2 separate regions of the Sus scrofa genome follow, and region 1 is linked to region 2. Evidence: chromatin contacts called from public HiChIP or PLAC-seq data. All regions are on one chromosome and are shown on one strand. Each heading gives the region's core, a stretch centred on a gene start, on an enhancer-like site or on the middle of the called end of the contact. The rest is flanking DNA. Distances are from core to core; before and after follow the strand shown.

Evidence for each region. HiChIP or PLAC-seq counts read pairs in DNA pulled down with a chosen protein or histone mark.
Region 1: a contact with region 2 is called in an H3K27ac HiChIP or PLAC-seq map of alveolar macrophages. The contact joins two enhancer-like sites. A contact is called at or near these places in 1 of 47 Hi-C or Micro-C datasets (embryonic fibroblasts) and 1 of 2 datasets of contacts at active chromatin or transcription factors (alveolar macrophages).

What each region holds. Positions count from the first base shown.
Region 1 is chr12:15,849,553-15,856,617 of Sscrofa11.1, reverse strand. No RefSeq gene overlaps it. Among named protein-coding and RNA genes, the nearest start is that of TANC2, 39 kb to the right of the region's middle. Within about 2 kb of position 1,752, at least 1 of the 83 cell types and tissues checked has an H3K27ac peak or open chromatin away from gene starts, as enhancers often do. A contact at or near this core is called in alveolar macrophages, where this site is marked.
Region 2 is chr12:15,551,364-15,558,452 of Sscrofa11.1, reverse strand. The region is part of intron 8 of TANC2 (protein TANC2); the gene reads left to right. Among named protein-coding and RNA genes, the nearest start is that of CYB561, 110 kb to the right of the region's middle. Within about 2 kb of position 2,637, at least 32 of the 83 cell types and tissues checked have an H3K27ac peak or open chromatin away from gene starts, as enhancers often do. A contact at or near this core is called in alveolar macrophages, where this site is marked.

The DNA.
Region 1 (7,065 bases), core at 503-3,002, 300 kb before region 2:
TCGCCTAGAAAAATTTGTCTCTAGCAGTTAGAAGCAGAATTCACTCATTCCTCAGCCTCCTCCCAGGTCCCACAGATGTATTTTTTAACTCTATACTATTTTTAAAATTCTATTTCTTTCTTCTCTTGCCTTCCCTAGTTCCCTTTCTCCATGCTCATCTTCTCTTTCTATCCTGCTCCTCTCCCAAAGCCTGTAATACATACATAGCAAATAGTAATCGATGCTTTGTTTTCCAACTTGTCTTTTCTTTCTTGGGCCTGTGCTTGGAAGACATCAAATAGGTAACCCATCACACTGATATTTTTCCCTCTGTCCTGCATCATTCCTATTAGCTTACATAGTTAAGTACCCTCATCTTTAAAAAAAAAAAAAAAGTAACTATTTTTTAAAAACCTATCTTTGACCACAGGTGCGCCTGCAACCCTATTTCCCTATTCCCCATTTCCAGCCCCAACCTTTTTTTTTTTTTTTTTTTTTTTTTTAATGCTTAAGGTGGGGTGGGTGGAAGGAACGGAAAGACTTTTCAGGAAAAGGGAGCAGCATGAGTAACAGCATCAAGGTGGGAATAAACCTGCAGCCCCAACCTTTTTAACCAGCTGCTATTTCACATCTAATTTGAATGTTTCCAAATTAACATGCCCCTGGGGCAAGCCTTTGTTTCTGCAGCCACTTCCTTGCGTCTCCCAGCTTTCCCTATCTGGCAAGTAGCTCCTACAGGAGCCCAAAGAGTCTGGGCATCATCCATTCCTTAGTCTCCCACAATGACCCACCAACAAGATCTCTCTACTGGGTCTCTAACACACCCCAAACCCAGCTGCTCCTCTCTCTTTATCCTCATCCAAGCCACCTTTATCTTTTACCAAAATCACCATAGACACTTGGTATAATCCATTCTCCACGTGGTAGCCAGAGTAATGTTTTAAAATGCAAATCAGATAACAAGACTCCTCTGCTCAAAACCCTTCAGGAGTTCCTGCTGTGGCACAATGGGTTAAGAATTCCATAGCAGCAGCTTGGGTCACTGCACAGACTTGCGTTCAGTCCCTACCCTGGGAGAGTGGGTTAAAGATCTGGATTTGCCACAGCTGTCGTGCAGGACAGCAGCTGTGGCTCGGACTCAATTTTTGGCCCAGAACTTCCATATGCCATGGGTTTGGCCATAAAACAAAATTAAATCTTCAAAGTCATTCCATCACGTTTAGCATAACTTCTGGCTTCCAAGGCTCTTCATGACAAGGTTTCTGGTCCTCCCTCTGACCAGGTCACCCTCTCCCCTGCTCTCCGAGCCTGAGCCACAGTTGCTAGCTTTCTGTTCCTCGTGCAGGTTAAGGTTTGGTGCTTTGGCACTCTTTGCTCCCTCTCCCTGGAATATGGATTCCCTTGATCTTCCATCGATGGCTTCTTCCCCACCTTTGAGTCTCAATTCAAATGTCATCTTCTCAGAGGGGCCTTCCCTTACCACCCAGCTGAAAACATTTACTCGTCTATTCTCTATCACCCTGTCCTGTTTGACCTCATATTAGCCCTCATTACTACCTAGTGTTGCATCGCTTTGGGAGTCTATCCATATTAGAACACACAAGCTCTGTGAGAACTAGAACCTTGTCTTTCTTATGTTTTGCTATATGCTCAGCCCCTAGAATGGCACACCAATATTTAATAAATTAGTGAAAGATAAGAACCTTGAAACCTAGGACTGTTATGACTCATCAACTTCTATACAACTTTTCTCTATTGCCTAATGACCATTGCTCCATACCTTATGAGCTCTCAAAGTGTGACTCATGATGACAAAAGCATAGAATATAAATTTTCCTTAAAAATTCTGGAGCTACGAAGGGAAAGCGATCTTTTTTTTTTTTTTTTTTTTTTTTTTCCTTTTCTAGGGCTGCACCCGCGGCATGTGGAGGTTCCCAGGCTAGGGGTCTAATCAGAGCTGTAGCTGTGAAGCCTACGCCAGAGTCACAGCAACGTGGGATCTGAGCCACATCTGCAACCTACACCACAGCTCATGGCAATGCCAGATCCTTAACCCACTGAGCAAGGCCAGGGATCAAACCCACAACCTCATGGTTCCTAGTCGGATTTGTTTCCACTGTGCCACGATGGGAACTCCCGGAAAGCGATCTTAATGTATGCTTTCACTTTCATGAAAAGAAGTTTTTTTATTTAATTTTTTTAGGGGGGATGAGAGGCTTCCGAATTTTCAGCTTTCATTAATTTTGTCTGTCGCTCCTAATGAAAACTTCTGATGAAAATCCGCTGTGATAAAATAGTTATGCTAACTGCAATCCCCCAAACATGGGAATCTTTTCTAGGTTTGGGGTGCAAACCTTTGAACCAATAAGTGGTTGTCAAGTCCCAAGGGCAAAACATTCCCCAAAGCCCTTCGTCTGCCACGCGCTTACCCTCCTCCTCTTCCACCCTGTGAACTGCAGGAACAGGGAGTCGTTAGCTGTTTTGAGAACTCTTCTACCAAGAAACAGTGTCAAGAAATTCCATGCCCTAAAGAATTTTCTAGGGTTTTCCAGTCTGTATTATGAAACACTTTTAAAAAGTGGGTTATAGGCATTTTTCTATCCACTCTGTATAACTCGAATAGATTGTGTAATGCCTCATGAAGGGCCTGGATGCTCACCACCCACATCTCCCGTCTAAAACTAGGTTATGAGTAAAATGAAAACTCTGCAAAAAAAAAAAAAAATCCTTCTGCTTCTCATAAAGTCCTCAGCTCAATTCATATCTCACAGGCATAAAATCCAGATCGTATAAAGAGGTTAAGAACCTATAATAATTACTATCCAGTTCATAATGAACAGTAACAGACACTCCCTTTAAAATTGTGGAAATTCTCATTTCCACACGAAAGCCAAGAGAACACTGGCATGACGTCAGCAGGCGAGAAGACTGAAAGGATGCTTTCCTCATTTACCCAATAGCTCTTGCCCTCCTTCATCCTGGACAAAAGCAAGCCTGCCGCACCTGGGGTTCAGGGAAAATTAGGGTGGAGGAGGGGTAGGATGGAATGGAGAGGCTTTATCTAGTCTGGGAAAGTGCCCAAGTGGAAACAATTGAATACCCAATCATTTTCCCAGGAGGCTGGCAGAGTTCTCCGTAGACTGTTAAGCGTCAACCACTCTGCAAACTCTATGAAGAGATCTTTAAGGCCCTGCATTTTCCCCCTTCTGGGGAAATGTCTTCACTCCAAGAGGTTAGCCTGGGAAGATATATCCTTATCTTCAAACCACCACAACAAAGCCCCTAGTCCCCGCAGAGTGAAATTCCTGTGCTCCACCCTAATTGAGTTTAGGAAACTGATAAGACAGCTGTGAAAATAGAGTGAAAAACATTCACTCTCATTCAAATCAGCTGGCACAGTTTGCCCCTTTTTAAGAAGCGACTAGGAGGTTATTTTCCATTTTTTAAAATAGTTATAGACCAAAACACAATTACGCAACTACACTTCAATTGCAAAGTGAAATTGTCCACCCATGAGATCATATGTAGCTCATATGTATGTGTTTATTTAAAACTCTATATTTTAAAACATCCACCAAATAGAATACAATCAACTCCACGTACTCAATACCCAGCTTCAATGATTATCCACATAAATCCATTCCCCTTTAATATTCTTACAATAAAACACAAAAGGCTGCTGTGAGAAATATGCACATGTGTCTTACAGGCTGTAACATTTGTTAAGATACATAATAACTTCTTTAGAGTTTGGGGGCAAAAGACTAAAACTTCGCAAATTCTGACTAATTGGCTACAACTCTGCCCCAACTATTGAAAAAGCTGCACTATACAATTTTTAAAAGGCAGTTTTATCACTTTCAAGTTAGAGTATCATAAAAGCGTTGCCAAGGAGAGGTCCTGTCAATTTCGCTGTAATGAACAAATGCACACGAATGATAACTATAAAGTTACTACCTTTGCATGCAAATAGGTGCTTCTAAAGTAATGAAAGATGTATTCATCAGCTCAGGCTGCCATAACAAAACACCATAGACAACAGAAATTAATTTTCTCACTGTTCTGGAGGCTGGAAGTCTGAAATCAGGATGCCAGCATGGTTGGGTTCTCTTCCTGGTTTGCGGACCAACTGAGCTCACGAGGCAGAGTGAAATCAAGCAAGCTCTCTGGTTTCCCATCTTGCAAGGACAGATCCACAGATCCCACCCTCCTGACCTCACCTAAACCTAATTATCTCTCAAAAACCCTGCTTCCAAATGCCATCACATTGGGGGATGGGGCTTTAACATACAAATTAAGGGGAAACAAAATTCAGAGCAAAAGACCTGTTTTTTCCCTTCAGTTTAAGATCTTCTTGACAAATTACAATGATGTAGACTTTATTTATTTGCCTAGCCAACACTTTTAATTCATGGTACAAATCCACACTTTGGACAAGTTCATAACAAACACCGCAAATTGCACATAAGATAAACTTACTCTTCTCTTTGGGGGTACATTTTCCCCTAAATAAACTGAGAAGGGGCAAGAAGTAATAAGAGGTAGGTAGGTTTTCTGCGTCTGCCCCTGGGCCTGAAAGTGGGGGCAGGGTGAGGGGCAAGCATAGCTGCTTTCACAACAAACAAGCTAGTTTAGGGTTTATAGAGTTAACGATCCAAGCTTGCCGGTAATATTCAAAGTAAATACTAAGATCTAAAAGCCTGAATTCAAACCTGGCTTGTGTCTTCCTAAAGAGCAGTCATTTTTTATTAACAGAAATTAGACTGCTTACCGAGAACCTGGAAAAAAATCCAAGCTTTCAAAACTCCCCTTGAATCTTCATGTGGGTAATGCATTATTCTGCTCCTGTTGTGCGGATGCCCAGCTGTTGGTGGCTAAACTCTCCTGGAAAGGTGACCCCACTTGGAGAAGTGAAGTCATGATGGCAGAGCACTGTCGAGTGCTCACCTTGGGATGAAAAGGGGCATCACTTCTCTTCATAAGGACGCTCTGCCTACTGATGAAAGTGCTTTGGGGTCTTCGGGGCCAAAATTTGGAACTAAGAACAGGAAAAAAGTACTTTGGGAAGGGTATTTGAGCTGCCAACACCCTGAGATATAACTTATGAATGAACTGGCCATAGTGAAATTTTGTCCTGATATTTTCCTGAGAGTGGAAAGTAAATATGGAAAATCAGAATGCTTAGCTTGAAGGGTAGCAACATATTACTTAGAATATGGCTCATGAGGATACACAGCCTTATTATATCGTATTATTGTTTGTGAGGCTACGAGTGTGGGCTTGGGATTTTAGGAAGTCCTGATTTCAGATCTTGACTCCAACACTGAGTAGCTGTGTGACCTCAGAATAATTTCTAAGCCTCCCCGTTTCTCATTTTGTCCTTTAAATCTATAAAATAGAGATAATACTACCTACCTTCACTAAGTAGTTGTAAGAAATAAATAAGATAATACATGTAAATAGCTTGGCATGGTATGCGGTATAAAGAGCCAAAGAAATGATGACTACTATTATTAGCTCAGCATAATTGAACTTCAACAATGATAATTAACCACACTTGCAAAAGCAGGAGTAAAAGATTGCTTTACTTATTTAACAACCAGAAACACCTTCTCAAGGGGAGGGAAGTGGATTTAGAAAACTCTTCTCAGTGTTGGTTTGCCTATCTTTGGGGTATTTTAAAAGGGTGGTAAGCAGTTTTTTGAAAACACTTTATAGTATCCTTCTGGTTCATATGTTTGGGGAGAGTATTTGCCACTAATATAAGAAGCTGTGTGGGAGTTCCCATTGTGGCACAGCAGGAACAAATCTGACTAGTGACCATGAGGTTGCAGGTTCGATCCCTGGCCTTGCTCAGTGGGTTAAGGATCTGGCGTTGCTGTGAGCTGTGGCGTAGGTCGCAGACATGGCTCAGGTCTGGCGTGGCTGTGGCTGTGGTGTAGGCTGGCAGCTGTGGCTCTGATTCAACCCCTAGCCTGGGAACCTCCATATGCTGCAGGTACGGCCCTAAAATGCAAAAGGAAAAGAAAAGAAACTGTGTTCTTTAAGTCTCACTTTGCAGACAATACTGGGAATATTTACCAAGCATTTTTCAGAAATCATTTAGGAGGTAAGAAATCCATTCAAGGTTCTGGGGATACATATATGGCGCAACCTCATGACTTAGGGGTCTCAGGGTAATATACAATACCACTAAAAATAATTGTTTACTTCCCCAGGGATATAGAAGTTGCCTGAATGGGCTTCTCTGACTACTGCAATCATAGTGAAAAGACCGGCTTGAGCTCACTGTAGCCTGGGGGTGCACCCAGGGAGAGAGCCCAGCCTACCTCTGCTTGCTTCTCATTTATGGCAAGGAAAGCAGTGTTTGCCTCAGAGGGTGTGAAATTCATCTGCTGATTTCAAGGGGAAAGCTGGAGGCTGAGGATTAAGTGAGAAGACCCGGCATCTTTCAGGAAAACATTGCGAAGTGGTCATAGGAAAATGACACTCTCGAGCCCTGTTTTCCATCAGTGAGGTGCTTGAGGAGAGTTGGTCTGATTAAGACAGAGAAAAAATTTCATGCACCGAAAAATGAGATGTGTAAGTCTTGCTTTGCAGGCTCCTTCTTCACTGTGGAGGAGCCTATGAAGAGCTGGGAAGGGTGGTGGAACACTGGCTACTTATGAACAGTGTAAATCAAGCTTTACTAATTTAATTCTAAAATAGGGGGGCGATTAGGAAATTTCGGAGTCAACGGCCTCGTCAGGGTGAAGTCTTGCGAGCTGCTGCAGTTGGTATTCTAATATATCCCTGAGTAGACTTATGGCATACTGGTGCAAGAATGTTCTAGTTCATCTGGCTTTGCTAGCCTACTGACAATCACATAGCTCAGTGGGCCTGAGACTGTGTTACAGGTAAGGTGTTAAGGCTTCTTCATCTTAAAGGTTTGCATAGTGTTTCTCAGTCTTGGTTAATATAATGACCCCTTCTAAGAGGGATGAAAATTCTCGACTGATCCTTACATTTACCTAAATTTTCTTTCACATAGTGTTATCTTAAAATGTTCACAAATAGGAGTTCCCGTCGTGGCTCAGTGGTTAAGGA
Region 2 (7,089 bases), core at 1,388-3,887:
TTTGATTGTTGGTGTCTTGGTTAACATCCAAGCCTTGCCTGTGATATGTACAGAGCTTGGAAAATAACAATTTTCCTCCCCAAACACCTTATTATTTAATGATCCTCTTGTTTATGACAGTAGCCTTTAAACAGGAACGTACCCCCGAAAGGTGGCAAACAAATGCTTCATTTCTTTTTACGATCATAGTGCAGTTCACGTGCTTTTCAAAGATCTGCGTTTGCATCCAATTGTTCTAGCCTTCCTGTCCTACCAAAACCAAGTCTATAAACATTTCCCTGCAGTTGAGAATGGAAAATCCATATGCAGTGTTTTCATTCACAAATTCATTTATTAAACATTATTGAATGTGCATAACTCATGACAAAAATTGTACTAGTTAATAAGGGCTTACTAGGTTAGGTGACTGTGGTAGGGTAAGTTAATATAAGGGTAGAAGTGTAGGGTTTGACATGGTGATGTCTGATGCATGTATTTGAGGACTGTATATTAGGAGGGGTATGTGGCTTACAAGGTGATTCACTAAAAACTTAAGTCCGTGGTAAAAAGCAAAGGATGCTGAGAATCTAAACTCTATGACTATCCTTCACTGAGGATTAACTAGGTTCTGAACTAAGAAGTTAATGTACATTTTCTTATTTAACCTTATGAAGTAGATGTTCTTATTATTGTCACTTTACAGATGACAAAACCGAGGCTTCGAGTGATCCAGCAGCTCCTCCAAAAGTGTTATTTCTGTATGTAGCAGTGTAATGGGAAGAGGAAACAGGAATTATATCTGAGAGATATTACTCAAAAATAGTTGATAGAACCTGTGACAAATTAGAGGTTAAGGTTAAGGAAGAAGAAATTCCTGGTGGTCTCCAGTTTCTCTCTTGGGGGACCAGGCAAATGATGATACTTCATTAACTGCGATAACACGTAGAAAATAAAGAATGGGTTAAGGTGGGTGAGAAAATAACTTGAGTTCTAAACATTTTAAGTTTGATATACCTATTGGAAATCCGTGTGGGTAACTCATGTAAGTTGCTGGAAATACTGGTCAGGAGTTGAGAACTGGGATCTGGAATAGAAGCATAAACTATCACCACTTAGATAGTTGTGAAAGCTGTTCGTCTATGCCTTTGAGATTACCCAGGGAGATCATGAAGAAGACAAAACAATAAAATATAAACCTAAGATTGGCAATATTTTAGGGATGGGCAGAAGGGGAGGAATCATTAAAGATATATCAGGAGGAGAGGACTGAAAAAGAACTAGAAGAAAGTGTTATTATGTTAAGCCCAAGACGGGAATGTATTTCAAAAAGCCGGGATTAGTTAAAACTGTTAAATCCTAAGGAATTGTTAAGCAATTCATTGGACTTGAAAATCAGAAAGTTTCAACAGAGTGTATGGGAGGAAGCCAGGCTAGAATGAATTACTGCTGTGAAAGTGAAGAGAGCAAACATGGCTCTTTCAGAATGTTTGGGGGATAGCAGGGATGTAAGAAATTCAAAACGACGAGGGCTCAAAAAGAGTCACCATATTCTCAATATCCTTTTCATTATGTTTCATTTTAAATAATAGGTGTGAGAGGGAGGGGATTATGGCTACACTGGATTCTTTTTTTTGGCTTGATAATGTAGATAGTGGTAGCAGCTACCACCGTTAACAAGCAGATACTGTCCTAGGCACACTGCAAACATTAACTCATCTTAATCCTCACGTCATGGTTATCCCTGAGTTAAAGATGAGGAAAACTGAGATATCAAAAACATTGGAGTTCTTGGCTCAGCAGTAACCCGACTAGTATCCATGACAATGTGGGTTTGATCCCTGGCCTCACTCAGTGGGTTCAGGATCTGGCATTGCCTTGAGCTGTGCCTTGAGCTCAGATCCAGCGTTACTGTGGCTGTGCCATAGGCAGCTGCAGCTCTGATTTGACCTCTAGCTTGGGAACTTCCATATGCCATGGGTACAGCCCTGAAAATACAAAAAAAGAAAAAAGAAGGAACATAAGTACCTCTCCTAAGGTCACACAGCTAGTGAGTAGCAGAGACAGTAAACAAACTGAGGCGTCCTGGCTCTGTGTCCGCAATCGCAATCGTACCCACTCAACTCTATGTTTCCCTGCTGACCCAAAAAGCATTTTTGCTTTATTTAATCTTTTTTTTTTCAAATAGACATTATCTGAAATGAACATTTCTCAGGCTATTATCTTTAGATTGCTTTTCAGGACCTGCTTCAAATTACTTTAATATTCTTCAAAAACTCATTTCCTGGGGTTGGAATACTACTATATTCCTAGGAATGCCTACTAGTCCTATTCCTGAGTGCCATAAATAAGCAACAGACCCTAAAGAGAGTTGACTCTTGTAAATAGGCGAGCAAGCCTTCTAGAAGCTCAGTAAATGAATGAGCCCTCCCTTGGTTCAATAAATATACTCACAAAAAAATAAGTATGTTTTTTGACTTCTGTGTGGTGCTAATGTGATACCAGGTTTTATCTGAAGTGTTATGTTTTTCCTCTGCTCTGTGCAGAAAATCGCATGAATAAGCCTGAAATTATCTCTTGTTCTGAGGAACAGAGGTGCTTCCAGGCTAGACTTTCCAGCCATCATGGAAGAATGTGAGGAAATACGGCTCTGCTCCTGTTTGCACCAGACCTTGGCTGTATTACACACACCCTTTCTTCTGGCAGTCCTGTGACTGACTTCTTCTAACATGATTCATGGTGGTTTTCCATGAGTAAATATGCTTTAGTCTAAATCCAGTTAAAGCTCTCTTGCCCCCACTTCCCCTTCCCCTCTTCCCTTTGCTGCAGCTGTTTCTGTTTGCATTTGAACAAGCTGGTCTGTTAGCCTTAATGCACTTTTATTTGTTTTTTAAATGTTTGTTCTTTGACTTGGTTAAAGAAAGGTCAGTTTTCTCCGTAAGCCTAGATAGATAATTATTCGTATTGATGGTCTCACAGAGACTGTTTCCTAGAGAGAATTCATTTGTCTGACGCAGGCCTAATTTGCATTGAAGAGATGCACACACTGATCTGAATCTGGCGTGGTTATTAAATCTGTTTTTAAAACTGCCTTCCGAAGCTTGTCTTACTTGTATACCCTGTTAGAACACCTTTCCTTTCTGTGTTTTTTTTTTTTTTCCTTCAACATTTTATTAGGAAAATTTTCTGATATAGAAAAAAAAAGGCAAGAATTTTACAGTAAACACTTGCACACTTGCCTTATTATAGCATTGATGTTTTATTATCTTATTTTTCCCACATATCTATCCACCCACCCATCTCTGGGACCACTCATTTTTTACAAATTTCAAAGTAACTTCCAGATGTCAGTATATCTTGGAATTTTTTGAGAAGGATGGGATAATCTTTCTGCTCTCTTGCCACCCTGGGACTTCCACTTCTTGGGTGCAGGGGTAAGAAAACCACATCTGTTACTGAATGTATGGATTAGCTTATCTTTTCCTCTTCCCTCAGCTATAGTTGCAGGGATCATTTCTCACTGGATTATTTCAGTAGTTTCTGCCTTAGAAAACCTCTTGAAAGCCAGCTGATATCCCAGAGAAACATTTATTTAGGAATATGAACTCCACATCATGTATTCATAATCTCCATGTCCCATGGTTCAGGCCATTCGTATGCCCTAAATTTATAGTTGGTACATACGAATTATGGCTTTCTTGTATCATATTGATCTGACAAAAGCCTTAGATTCTGAGGTACAGAAATTGTTTCTAGGCCTGTTCTTGGTGTCTGCAGTTGTTTTACCATATGGTACTGGGCTAATTTTGTCTTTTCTTCCCTTGAGGCTTTTGTGAATTGATTACATTTTTAGAAAAATTTTAAAATAACTTTTTAAAATGTCAAAGCTTTCTCGGTAGAATAAAATATGATGAGAGATTACGTCAACATGAGAACAAGTTACCTTAATAGAATTTTTCTCAAAAACTTCAGCACATAGTTGAATCTGTACTTATTCCCCATATTATAAATTGGCAGTAGTCATAGTCATGAAAGTCCTTTTGGCACAGGATGGTAAGTAATCTCAGACCTGAAAAGATAAGTCGGTTAGTTTAGAAAGCAACTGAGTGTCTCAGAAGCTCTTCTCTTTCTGGAAAGGTCTTTTCTGGCCAAGCATGCAGATCCTATAGTGAAGCACAGGGGAGGTGAAGGAGAAAGAAGCTAGCCTCTCCAGTCAGCTAAGTCTACTCAATTCTGGTCATCAGTGGTTTAATCAGTGGTCAGACTGCAGATTTAATAGTGACATCGTAGAGAGCAGCTACATAATAAATAACAGAAAAAAAAACATGGATTTTGGATTCAGATTTTGAGTCTAGTTCTGAAACCAGGTGTGGGATCTTAGCTCTCTTAAGGGCTGATTAGACTCATCTCAAGCCAACTGATCTTGTGTTTTCCCCTTCCTCACTGGGAGTCCTGTGACTGCTCAGCCAGAGCTCAGTGTGTCTGTCTGAATGTCTCCCCACCAAGAGCACTCAGAAACCCAGGAAACCCCCTGAGTCACGGTTAGCAGCCCCCTCCTATCAAGCGACATCATGGAAAATGGTGGAGTAAGGAGCTCCAAGAATCAATCCCTCCCCTGAAGCAACCACCAAGCTAGCATGTCTGACAGCATCAACTTTTTCAGAACTCTGGAATTGCAAAGCAAAGCAAGAAAAGCAGGTTATAAAACAGTATCTATAGTATGATCCCATTTTTTGTTTTAAAAATAAGTGTATATGGTACATACAGAACTCAGGGGAAAAAGTGAATTGAGTTTCTCTCTGGGCAGTGGGAGTAGAATTATCATTTTGTTTATTTGCTCTTCCTAAACTTTCTATAGTGAATATGTATTACTGCATAAAAAAATAGCAAAAGTGAAATAGAAGAGTTTGGCAGTTTCTCAAAAAGTTAAAACATAGAGTTTCCATATGACCCAGCAGTACCACTCCTGCAAGTATACTCAAGAGACTGAAAACATATGTACACAAAAACTTGTACATGATTGTTCATAGCAGCATGACTCATAACAGCCAGAAAGTGGAAACAAGCCAGCTGTCTGTCATAAATGGATAAACAAAATGTGATCTACCCACATAATGGAATATGATTTCAGCAATTCAGAGGTTGCAGTACTGAAACATGCTACTACATGAATGAACCTCAAAACATGTTAGGTGAAAGAAGGCAGATACAGAGGGCCACCTGTTATATGGTAACATGTATGTGAAATGTCTCAAAAAGCAGTTCTGTAAAGACAGAAAGTCTCTGATTGCCTGGAGGCTGGGGGAAATGGCGACTAGAGAGTGATGGCTAAGGGGTGTGTGGTTTTCTTTAGGCAAAGATGAAATTATCCAGGAACTAAGCAGTACTGGTTGTGCAACTTGGTGAATATACTAGAAACCACTGAATTATATACTTAAAAAGGATGACTTTGATGGCCTGTGAATCATAGCTCAATAAAATAATGTTTAAGAAAAGTAAAATATATCAGCTGTGCAACACTAGAATTAAGAATATTGTTAGCAAGTTAAAGTTACTTTTTTTTTTTTTTTTGTCTTTTTGCTATTTCTTGGGCCGCTTCCACGGCATATGGAGATTCCCAGGCTAGGGGTCGAATCGGAGCTGTGGCCACCGGCCTACGCCAGAGCCACAGCAACGCGGGATCCGAGCCGCGTCTGTGACCTACACCACAGCTCATGGCAACGCCGGATCCTTGACCCACTGAGCAAGGCCAGGGATTGAACCCGCAACCTCATGGTTCCTAGTCAGATACGTTAACCACTGCGCCACCATGGGAACTCCTAAAGTTACATATTTTAAAAGACTGTTTTGATGAAGAGATAAGTAGGAGTTCCTTGGTGGCCCAGCAGTTAAGGATCTGGCATTGTCACTGCTGTGGCTTGGGTTCGATCCCTGGCCCGGGAGCTTTGGCATGCCACTGGTGCAGCCAAAAGAAAAAAAAAAAAAAGAGAGAAGTAACCATGTAGCTGTATGTCCACAGCCCTTTTTTTGTTTTTTTGTTTTTTAAGTCAAAATTTGGGACATTTTTAAATTGATATATGGAAGTATTTGTCTCTTATTAGAGTTTGGCTTTATATTTGAATTAGTTATATGACTTTTGGAGTTGTCCTTTTTAAAAATGTTCAATTATCATTCTGATAGTTTTTAGGAGTTTTACATGAGAGTGTTTACATGTATATGTGTTTGTATGTTTTCTCAAGTAAGGTGCCATTTCTATTTCCCATCTTATGATGTGGTTAAGTTTGTTCTAGATGAAATAAGCAGTATAAATAGAGCTGATTTCTCCCTTTATGATTTCCCTTTCTCCTATCTTCATCCCTATCCCACCCCTGGCCTTTATTCTCCAAAATATAAAATGAAGTTAGAGTATAGTACTTTTTTTTGTTTTTGTTTTTGTTTTGCTTTTTAGGTCCACACTTGCAGCATATGGAAGTTCCCAGGCTAGGGGTCAAATTGGAGCTGAAGCCACCGGCCTACGCCAGAGCCACAGCAATGCAGGATCTGAGCCGTGTCTTCGACCTACACCACAGCTCACAGCAACACCGGATCCTTAACCCACTGAGCGAGGCCAGGGTTCAAACCTACATCCTCATGGATCCTAGTCAGGTTTGTTACCACTGAGCCAGGACAGGAACTCCCTATAATACCTAACTTATTGCTTTTTAGGGCCACACCTGTGGCATATGGAGGTTCCCAGGCTAGGCGTCACATTGGAGGTACGGCTGCCGGCCTACACTACAGCCACACCAACTCCACATCTGAGCCACATCTGCAACTTGCACACAGCTCACTGCAATGCCGGATCCTTAACCCATGAATGAGGCCAGGGATCGAACCAGCAACTTCATGGTTCCTAGTTGGATTAGTTTCCGCTGAGCCACAACAGGAACTCCTAATACTTTACTTTTAATGAATACTTTCAGTAAGTATTTATTGATCACATACTATGTGTCAAAACACTGTGCTAAGCTTAAAGATACAGGCATGAAATACTTGGTTCCAGGCAGGTAAAATGATACATCTAAAACTACTCCTGAAACAGTTAGAAGGCATTTAACTCAGATAAGGGAGGTC